2 separate regions of the Zea mays genome follow, and region 2 is linked to region 1. A link is a contact called in public HiChIP or PLAC-seq data. All regions are on one chromosome and are shown on one strand. Each heading gives the region's core, a stretch centred on a gene start, on an enhancer-like site or on the middle of the called end of the contact. The rest is flanking DNA. Distances are from core to core; before and after follow the strand shown. Region 1 holds the start of LOC100281217 (lipid binding protein). Region 2 holds the start of LOC100384553.

Region 1 (4,310 bases), core at 350-2,849:
CTCGATGGCCTTACCAAAGCAATAAACCCTTAAGCTAGAGTTACTTTTTACAGTGTTTTTTAAACTAACTCCACCGATAGAGAATCTACTCCGGAGGAGGTAGAGCCGAGCCAAGCACACACTTGTTTTGGTCGTGGTACATGCCTTTCCACGACGATCTACGCCCCTCCATCGTCATCGTGAAACTCTAGCATCCATCCTTCAAACTATCCTTCACATATGCTCCCCCCACGGCGAGCCTGCGTGTGACCGATAGTTTTCGTTCTGGTAAAGCCACGACACGTGTCGCTGTCTAGTCGCTGCTATGCTCTTGATATGTACCGTGTTGATTTGTGTTGGTTTTTATGTGGCTGACACGAGATCGTCATACTTTTTTTCTTGGTACTACATATCATTTGAACCAGTTGTGGTGCGGTACACGAAGTCTTAGAGTCTGTTTGGTTCGCTGTCTAACTTATCATAATTTGCCTAACTTTTCTACCTAAGATTAGTTTTTTAATTCGAACTACTAATCTTAACAAAGTGTAGCGTAATTAGCCACGAACCAAACATAGCCTTACCTTTTCATCCCAGTTTCGTTTGTGCAGGATCGGGGAAACGTAGTTTCGACTTTCGAACGACTGCGACAGGTGGTTCTGGTCCAGTCGTTTGAAAAATCAGCCAATTATTTAGCATCACCAAAGCGATTGACTGACGACGTGGTGGCGCGCGGGCTCTTCTAGAACGTAACAGTGGAGCTGCCTTTGCGATCCGGTATGCGCTGAACGATCACGTTCTTCCGAGACAATTTGCAGCTGGGCTGTGAGAACCGAGAACGGCGGCTTAGCTCAGAAATTCTATAACATGATGAATTCTGGGTGGCAAATACACGAACGCATTTTTCGAGTACAAATTCGGTTTGTGTAGTTCAGGGTGTTTCTATAATGATTTTTCTCCATTTCTTTAGAGAAGCGTTTGGTTCAAAAAAGCTGAAAAGCGGTCCTGTTTGGTTCGACCAGCTTTTTATAAAAATATGGTTGTAAGAAGAATCTGGATGTAGAGAGAATCTAATAATCATTGGAAATTTATATACGCTTGAATAAACGAACGCACACATACGACTCTACCCTATGAGCACGTTGAAGAACTGAGTTTGATCGTTAAATCTCGAATGCTGAAGTTATCATATGCGTCGACCACTAAAAAAATACAGAGTTAAATTCTAAAATAAATTCAGGTGAACAGATTAAAAAAAACCATCCAACTAATCTACGCGTTGCTTTTGTTGACCTAGAAAAGTCCGACAAGAAAGCTATTGTTTCGATTGATATTAATCTACGCGTTGCACGAAAGATATTGATGATGTGGAAAGCAAGAAAGTCGCATTATGGTCAATAGGAATATTATTTTACGTATTGCAACCTGCCACCTTCCAAGACCAAGAATGCCACTATAGAAAAATAATATGATATAATTTGCCAACTTTCAAACGACAAATACATATAGTATGAATGTATTCCCGCAAAATACAAATGATAACGAAAAGTAGGCATGCCATCTTTGAATGTTTCCGCTAAAAAAGTACTACACGTCTGAACAGTCTCTCCGAAAGCAAAACCGTCAAAAGCACACTGCACCACCAACCTTTCCTGGCTTCATCTCCTCCTTTCCTCCCCAAAAGACACAAGAGGGGGAAGAGAGAGAGAGGAGAGGCAGAGAGAAGAGGGGGAGGCAGTCCAGTGTCCACGCAGGTACGCTCCACAGAAGAGAGATGGCGATGCGGATGGCGGCGGCGGCAGTGGCGCTGGTGGCGGTGATGGGCGTGCTGGCGCCCCGAGCGGCGGCGCAGACGCCGAACTGCGCGGAGAAGCTGATCCCGTGCTCGCCGTACATGAACACGACGGGGACGCCGCCGGATACCTGCTGCGGCCCGCTCAAGGACGCCGTCCAGAACGACCTCAAGTGCCTCTGCGACCTCTACGCCTCGCCGGAGATCTTCAAGGCCTTCAACATCAGCCTCGACCAGGCCCTCGGCCTCTCCAAGCGTTGCGGCCTCAGCGACACCACCGCCGCCTGCAAGGGTAATTCTACTTCCATTTTGAAAACCAGGTTTTCCCGCATCCGGTTAATGGCGATCAGTTGCCTTCCGTTCATGTGTAATCACTCGGGAGTCACGCGACTCCGATCAATACCGGAGCTCTGCTCTGTGACAGAGTTTCCATGATTTTCAATGCGATCCAGGCGGGGAATCTCTCTCCTCCGTAATTTCCTTCTCAGACCAAAAAAAAAAGATATGAACTGAAGCCTTTTTAAAAAAATGGTGATCGGTTGCCAAAGTAGGTGAAGCAATCATCTTTAGAGTTTAAACTGTAATTTACAGTGATCGGTCCGCACAAGTAGGCATCAGCTAGACTTAAGAGATGTTTGTACAGACTAAACTAAACTCTAGTCTATAATTTAGATGACAAATAGAAGTACTAAACATAAACTAATCACGATATAAAAAACTAACGGATATTAATTGATAAAGTAGAAACCTAATAGAAAAAAAAGAAATTTTAATTAGTCTAAATTCAGTCTATATAATTTAACAATGGACTAAACTTGAGCAGTTGAGCCCAGTGATGCTTGCTGAGTTTTAGCTTCTCGATGCAAGTGATTGAGCAGCAAGCCAGCAACACACAAGGACGGACAAGTGTGCAAAAGGGTCCGTGACTTGCGTTTCCGCGTTAGTTGCTAGTGGCGTAGGCAATTTCGGCATCTCCACAGGTCAATGCCAACGAGGGGGGAAACACTAGTACTAGGTGCCAACATCCAAATGATTCCGTGATCGATGTTCATTATGTTAAGGAATGTGTCTTTTAAATTAATTCCTCTTTAAATGATATTTTTTTTAGTAAGTTGAGTCATAAATTAATTTTTCTATGACTTATCTCCTCAACCGTAAATTTTCTAGCTCTCAGTCTAGTCTTCGCAGTAGGAATCTAGGATAATATTTACAAGTCCATTCAGAAACAGACCCTTGCTTATGCTTAAGTACTTTCCTCTACACTGAGGGTCGAACTTCATAGGCCGGGGTTCAGAAATTTAGTAGCTGCTCATAGTTTTTTTTTTCTTTAATTCAAACAAATTTGATGTACATCTTTTGATAAACGCCTTTAAACTTTCGTTTTTACAGGCCTTTCTCCTACGCAGTCTCCTCCAGGTAACCCCCTCTTAGCTTGCTGTGCTTCAGTTACAACACTTTGGGTTTTGTGAAGTCTTCACATAAAACTGCATCTCAACAACTGCATAATTAATATGCCAACAACAACTGCATCTGAAACAGGAAGCGACATGCATTGAGTGATCCTCGCTCTACGTTTTCCAACCGGGCACACCTAGCTAACTAGCTAGACAAAAGGCATGCAACTTCGTTCTCACAACCCTCCTTGCATTGCACTTGCAGGTTCGCCGCCATCAGGCGGCAGCAGCAACGCCGCCCGTCGCGCTCTGCCGGCCAGTTTCGCGGGACTGGTGACGAGCTTGTTCCTAGCTCTGTGGTCTGTATTATTGGCGTAAATTAAAAGCTCCGCATGCTGCAACGGGCGGCAATGCTTGTTGCTTGTCTTATCCCACAGTAGATGATTTCACTTGCACATACGATACGATCAACATTTGTTTTGCTGTGCTGTGTGTCTGATGAGATCAGAATTTCTCATTGGTTCCTTCGTGGTGTTCGTGTTAGACTCTGCACAATTAAATGGAAGGTTTCTGGCTAGTTGCTACTATGTGTTGTGTATGTCAGTATGTGCTTGGTTACCAATGTACTCTCACCAGTACAGATCACTGAACCACTTTGTCCGCTGATAGCTACATGGAACGCGAAGCAGCCACTACAGTTGAGCTTGAGCAACCTCTGAATTCTGGAGCCCGGTTGCCTCGTATCATTACGTGGACCAATAACCATCTCTCCAGAATCGCTATTTCTACCTATTATTCGTTCAGCCTGCCAACGGCCTACGTCATCTCTGCTCAAGAGTAGTGCTGGGAATATAGTCCAATATTTTTAAGATAAGAATGAGCACGACACTATATCTGTTTTTAGTTCGGCAACGACTGCTATGCAAGCAGTCCTTCTGTGCAAGCAAACCATCTAATCCATTAGATGGGGTATGTTAAAAAGCAGTGCAGGCAGTGGCGGACGCAGAACAAAATTCTAGGTGAGGCCGACAGTGCATGAGACAAATCATCAAGCTAGACCGTAACTGTAGATTAATGATATTAACATGAATGCTAAATAATAATATCTAGTGTTTTCAAAAATGATATGAATACCAAAAAACCTTTTT
Region 2 (4,009 bases), core at 829-3,328, 57 kb before region 1:
CAGCTGCACTCTAGTATAGCGAGACAAGACAGCGATCCCGATCCGTCGTCGGCGGCCGCCCGCCCGGCCGGGAGAAGTTAGAACAGCTAGCGACGCGACTGCAGATGGTGCAGCGGTCTGCTAGCTTGGCCGGCCGTCATGCATAATCATTCATCATAGCCTACTAAGGGCCCGTTTGGCAAAACTTCGGATCCTGCTTCTTTAGCTCCAGATCCTGATCCTCGTGAGGAGCTGATCCTCCTGATTCTCCTAGAAAATCAGAATCATTTTTAAAACCGTTTGGCAAGTAAACTGATTCTTGTCTTCTGAGAGTTGGCGGTCTGTGGCGATTGTCTGTTTTACCCTTTGCATTTCAACTTTGTTACAAACCAATAAGTAGGATGTATATACGGAAAAAAATATAAAACAATAATATATAAAATATTCGCATCATAGTAGTGCATAAAATGGTCTCAAATGTTTAATCCATAAATTGGCTCGTTATGTTTTTGTCCAATGGCAATTGCGGGTAATTTCGATCAAACTTTAAGAGGAGGTCCATATTTGGTTGGTTGAGAAGCTATTTTAAGGAAGGGTGGAGTAGGTTTTTTTAGATCCCACCTTTCTTCACAAAAACGACTCCCGATCTTTTGGCTCCACACAAGAATCAGTTTAAAAAATACCCGTTTGGCACAGCTCCTCCAGATCCTCGCTTAGAATCAGGAGCTGGAGCTGTGCCAAACGGGCCCTAAGTATTGATGAGGAGTCGGAAGAGTCGGCTCTAGTCCATCCGCACGCACGAGTACGAAAGAGGAGGCAGAGGCACACATGTCATTGTCAATAAGCAGCATCAGCAGCAGCTAGATCATCCATCGATCCCGTCTTAAATCCTTAATCCCCAAATATATACCGGCCGGTTCATTAATTAACCCAGTTGTACGTCTCCACGACTTTATGTGTTTGATTTGAGGTTAAAGTGGGATGAACCGAGGAGGTGACACCGTCCCTTTCGGGATTTACCTCGTCCTTACGGGCTGATTTGGTGGTCAAGGATCCCGAGGGGATCCATAGAGAAGTAATTCCATTGGTATTTAAATTTGAATAGCAAAGTGATTTCTCCCTATGGATTACCTCGGGATCCCTGATCACCAAATCCGCCCTACGTGACTTCCATCCAAACATTATAAAAACTGTGACCGCCTCCTTCCATCCCTCCATACACATCCAACCAAACACAGGCCTCATCTGATCCAGTCCTATCCACGTCACACCTGATTATAATTAACAAAAGAAAAAGACATTCTTAATTGCCTCGCCGCACGCATGCATAAACGCTGTAACGGAACTTGGGAGCTTGGAAGAAGAGTCACGGTCCATGGATGAGGTGTTTGGTTGCCCCTGCTAAAGTTTAGCCCGGGTCACATCAAGCGTTTGACTTTCAAATAAGAGTATGAAATATAGACCCAACCAACTGGATTAGATTCGTCTCGTCTTTTAATCTTCGGTTGACAAATTAGTTTTATAATTCGACTACATTTAATAACCGGAACGGAGGTTCAAACATTCGATGTGATAGGGGCTAAAGTTTAGTTTGGGGTAACAAACACCCCCGAAGTCTTCCCTGTAGTGACCACGTGAAAGCTGCGGCATAAACGCTGCTTAGCCCCGTGTTGTTGTCCAATGCAATCTGCTGGACGACATGACTCTGTGCAAAAAAGTATTACTGTTGTTGTATGATGTGCGATGGAAACAACAGCACTTTTTTAGATTTGCCTGATTGTTTCCTTCTGATTCCGATCGATCGAGAGAGATAGAGAGAGAACGGCTACGAGAGACATGAGACAGCAGTGGACAATGAGTACAATGATGCAGCTCGTCGTTGTGGAAAATAGCACTAGCGCTGGCACTTTGGGTGTGCAACTGAAAAGTAACAATAAGCAATTTACAATTAATTAAGCCACTAAGCAGAGTAGGCAGAGGTATCCCCTTCAGATGCAGAGCTGTTTGCTTGACTGCCCTTTCTCTCTTCCTCTCTCTCTCTCTATTTATTAGTTGTTTTGCTGCCCCCATGTCAGCTGAGGTCTGCTCACCTGTGTGAGAGAGAGTGTGTGAGTGTGACCGTGGGTGGGGTGGGGAGGAAGACGAGCCCGTCGAGCTGTGCCGATTTTGCCCCCGAATCCGTCGTTACCCCTGCTTTGGAGGGATCTGAAGGTGCTGGTGGCCTGCTGCTGCCTGCCTGTCTGCCAGGAGCCCAGAGGCCAGAGGTGAGTGACTGGCCCGATGAATTCCGCAATCTTGTGGAGCTGTGGTGCTGGCGTGGCGCTGCCGTGCTGCTGGGTTGGTTGGGTTCCCTTTCCCTCCCTGCAAAATTTTCTGAGGCGGAGAAAAAAGTAATATCTCCATTGCTTCCCCCTGCTTCCTTTTTTCAGCAGAGACTGTGGTGGTGGTGATGGCGGCTGTGCAGCGGAAAGGCTTCTCGTCGTGGTACTAGTGGAGGAGGCGTGAAATTTCATCCATAAAGGCTGTCGCGGTGGCCGGTGGGTGGAGATCGCGCTCAATTCCCGCCGAAACCGCCTCCGGGGTAGCGTGGCCGCGGGAAGTGGGAGTGGGAGATGATTACTTTCGTGGACTCGGCGGCCATGGAGCTGGAGAGGGAGAGCGGCAGGTGCCTGGTGGACCCGCAGCTGTGGCACGCCTGCGCCGGCGGCATGGTCCAGATGCCGCCGGTGCACTCCAGGGTGTACTACTTCCCGCAGGGCCACGCCGAGCACGCGCAGGGCCACGCCCACGCCGACCTCCCCGCCGGCCGGGTCCCGGCCCTCGTCCTCTGCCGCGTCGACGCCGTCCGGTTCCTGGCCGATCCGGACACCGACGAGGTGCTCGCCAGGGTCCGCCTCGCCCCCGTCCGGCCCAACGAGCCGGACCACGCCGACGCCGCGGCGCCGGGCGCGCGGGAGGACAAGCCCGCGTCCTTCGCCAAGACGCTCACGCAGTCCGACGCCAACAACGGCGGGGGCTTCTCCGTGCCGCGGTACTGCGCCGAGACCATCTTCCCGCGGCTGGACTACTCCGCCGACCCGCCCGTCCAGACCGTGCTCGCCAAGGACGTGCACGGCGTCGTCTGGAAGTTCCGCCACATCTACCGCGGCACGCCCCGGCGCCACCTGCTCACCACCGGGTGGAGCGCCTTCGTGAACCAGAAGAGGCTCGTCGCGGGGGACTCCATCGTGTTCATGAGGACGGGGAACGGGGACCTCTGCGTCGGCATCCGGCGCGCCAAAAAGGGCGGCATCGGAGGAGGGCCGGAGTTCCCGCACCACCAGCCGCCAGACGGCGGCGGGTACGGGTACGGGTACGCCGGCTTCTCCACGTTCCTGAGAGGAGAAGAGGACGACGCGGCCGCGAGGGGCAAGGTCAGGGTGCTGGTGCGGCCGGAGGAGGTCGTCGAGGCCGCCAACCTCGCGGCGAGCGGGCAGCCGTTCGAGGTGGTCTACTACCCGAGGGCGAGCACGCCGGAGTTCTGCGTCAAGGCGGGGGCGGTCCGCGCGGCCATGCGCACCCAGTGGTGCGCCGGGATGAGGTTCAAGATGGCCTTCGAGACGGAGGACTCGTCCAGGATCAGCTGGTTCATGGGCACTGTCGCCGCCGTGCAGGTCGCTGACCCCATCCGATGGCCCAATTCACCCTGGAGGCTTCTTCAGGTAGATGAAACCAACCTCCATAACTGTCCGTCCATGCGTACTCTCATCTCAAGGACGGCATCTCAAAGCTCCTTTTTTTTTTGTGGCCAGGTCGCTTGGGATGAACCGGACTTGTTACAGAACGTGAAGAGAGTGAGCCCATGGCTGGTCGAGCTTGTCTCAAGCACGCCGGCCATCCACCACCTCACGCCGTTCTCGCCGCCAAGCAGGAAGAAGCTGTGTATCCCATTGTACCCGGAGGGCCACCAGCTCCCGGCGCCGATGTTCCACGGAAGCCCTCTGGTGGGCCGTGGTGTTGGCCCGATGCGCTACTTCCCGGACGGCGGCAC

What was found. HiChIP or PLAC-seq counts read pairs in DNA pulled down with a chosen protein or histone mark.
Region 2: a contact with region 1 is called in an H3K4me3 HiChIP or PLAC-seq map of leaf, with 2.5 times the contacts expected there. The contact joins the promoter of LOC100384553 here to the promoter of LOC100281217 in region 1. A contact is called at or near these places in 2 of 3 datasets of contacts at active chromatin or transcription factors (leaf and seedling).

What each region holds. Positions count from the first base shown.
Region 1 is chr6:98,775,612-98,779,921 of Zm-B73-REFERENCE-NAM-5.0, reverse strand. It overlaps LOC100281217 (lipid binding protein), which reads left to right and starts at 1,599. Exons shown (of 3, transcript NM_001154136.2): 1 at 1,599-2,060; 2 at 3,158-3,184; 3 at 3,428-3,746. The coding sequence starts at 1,751. The coding sequence ends at 3,540.
Region 2 is chr6:98,833,845-98,837,853 of Zm-B73-REFERENCE-NAM-5.0, reverse strand. LOC100384553 reads left to right here and starts at 2,078. Exons shown (of 4, transcript NM_001367254.1): 1 at 2,078-2,243; 2 at 2,409-3,680; 3 at 3,771-4,009. The coding sequence starts at 2,592.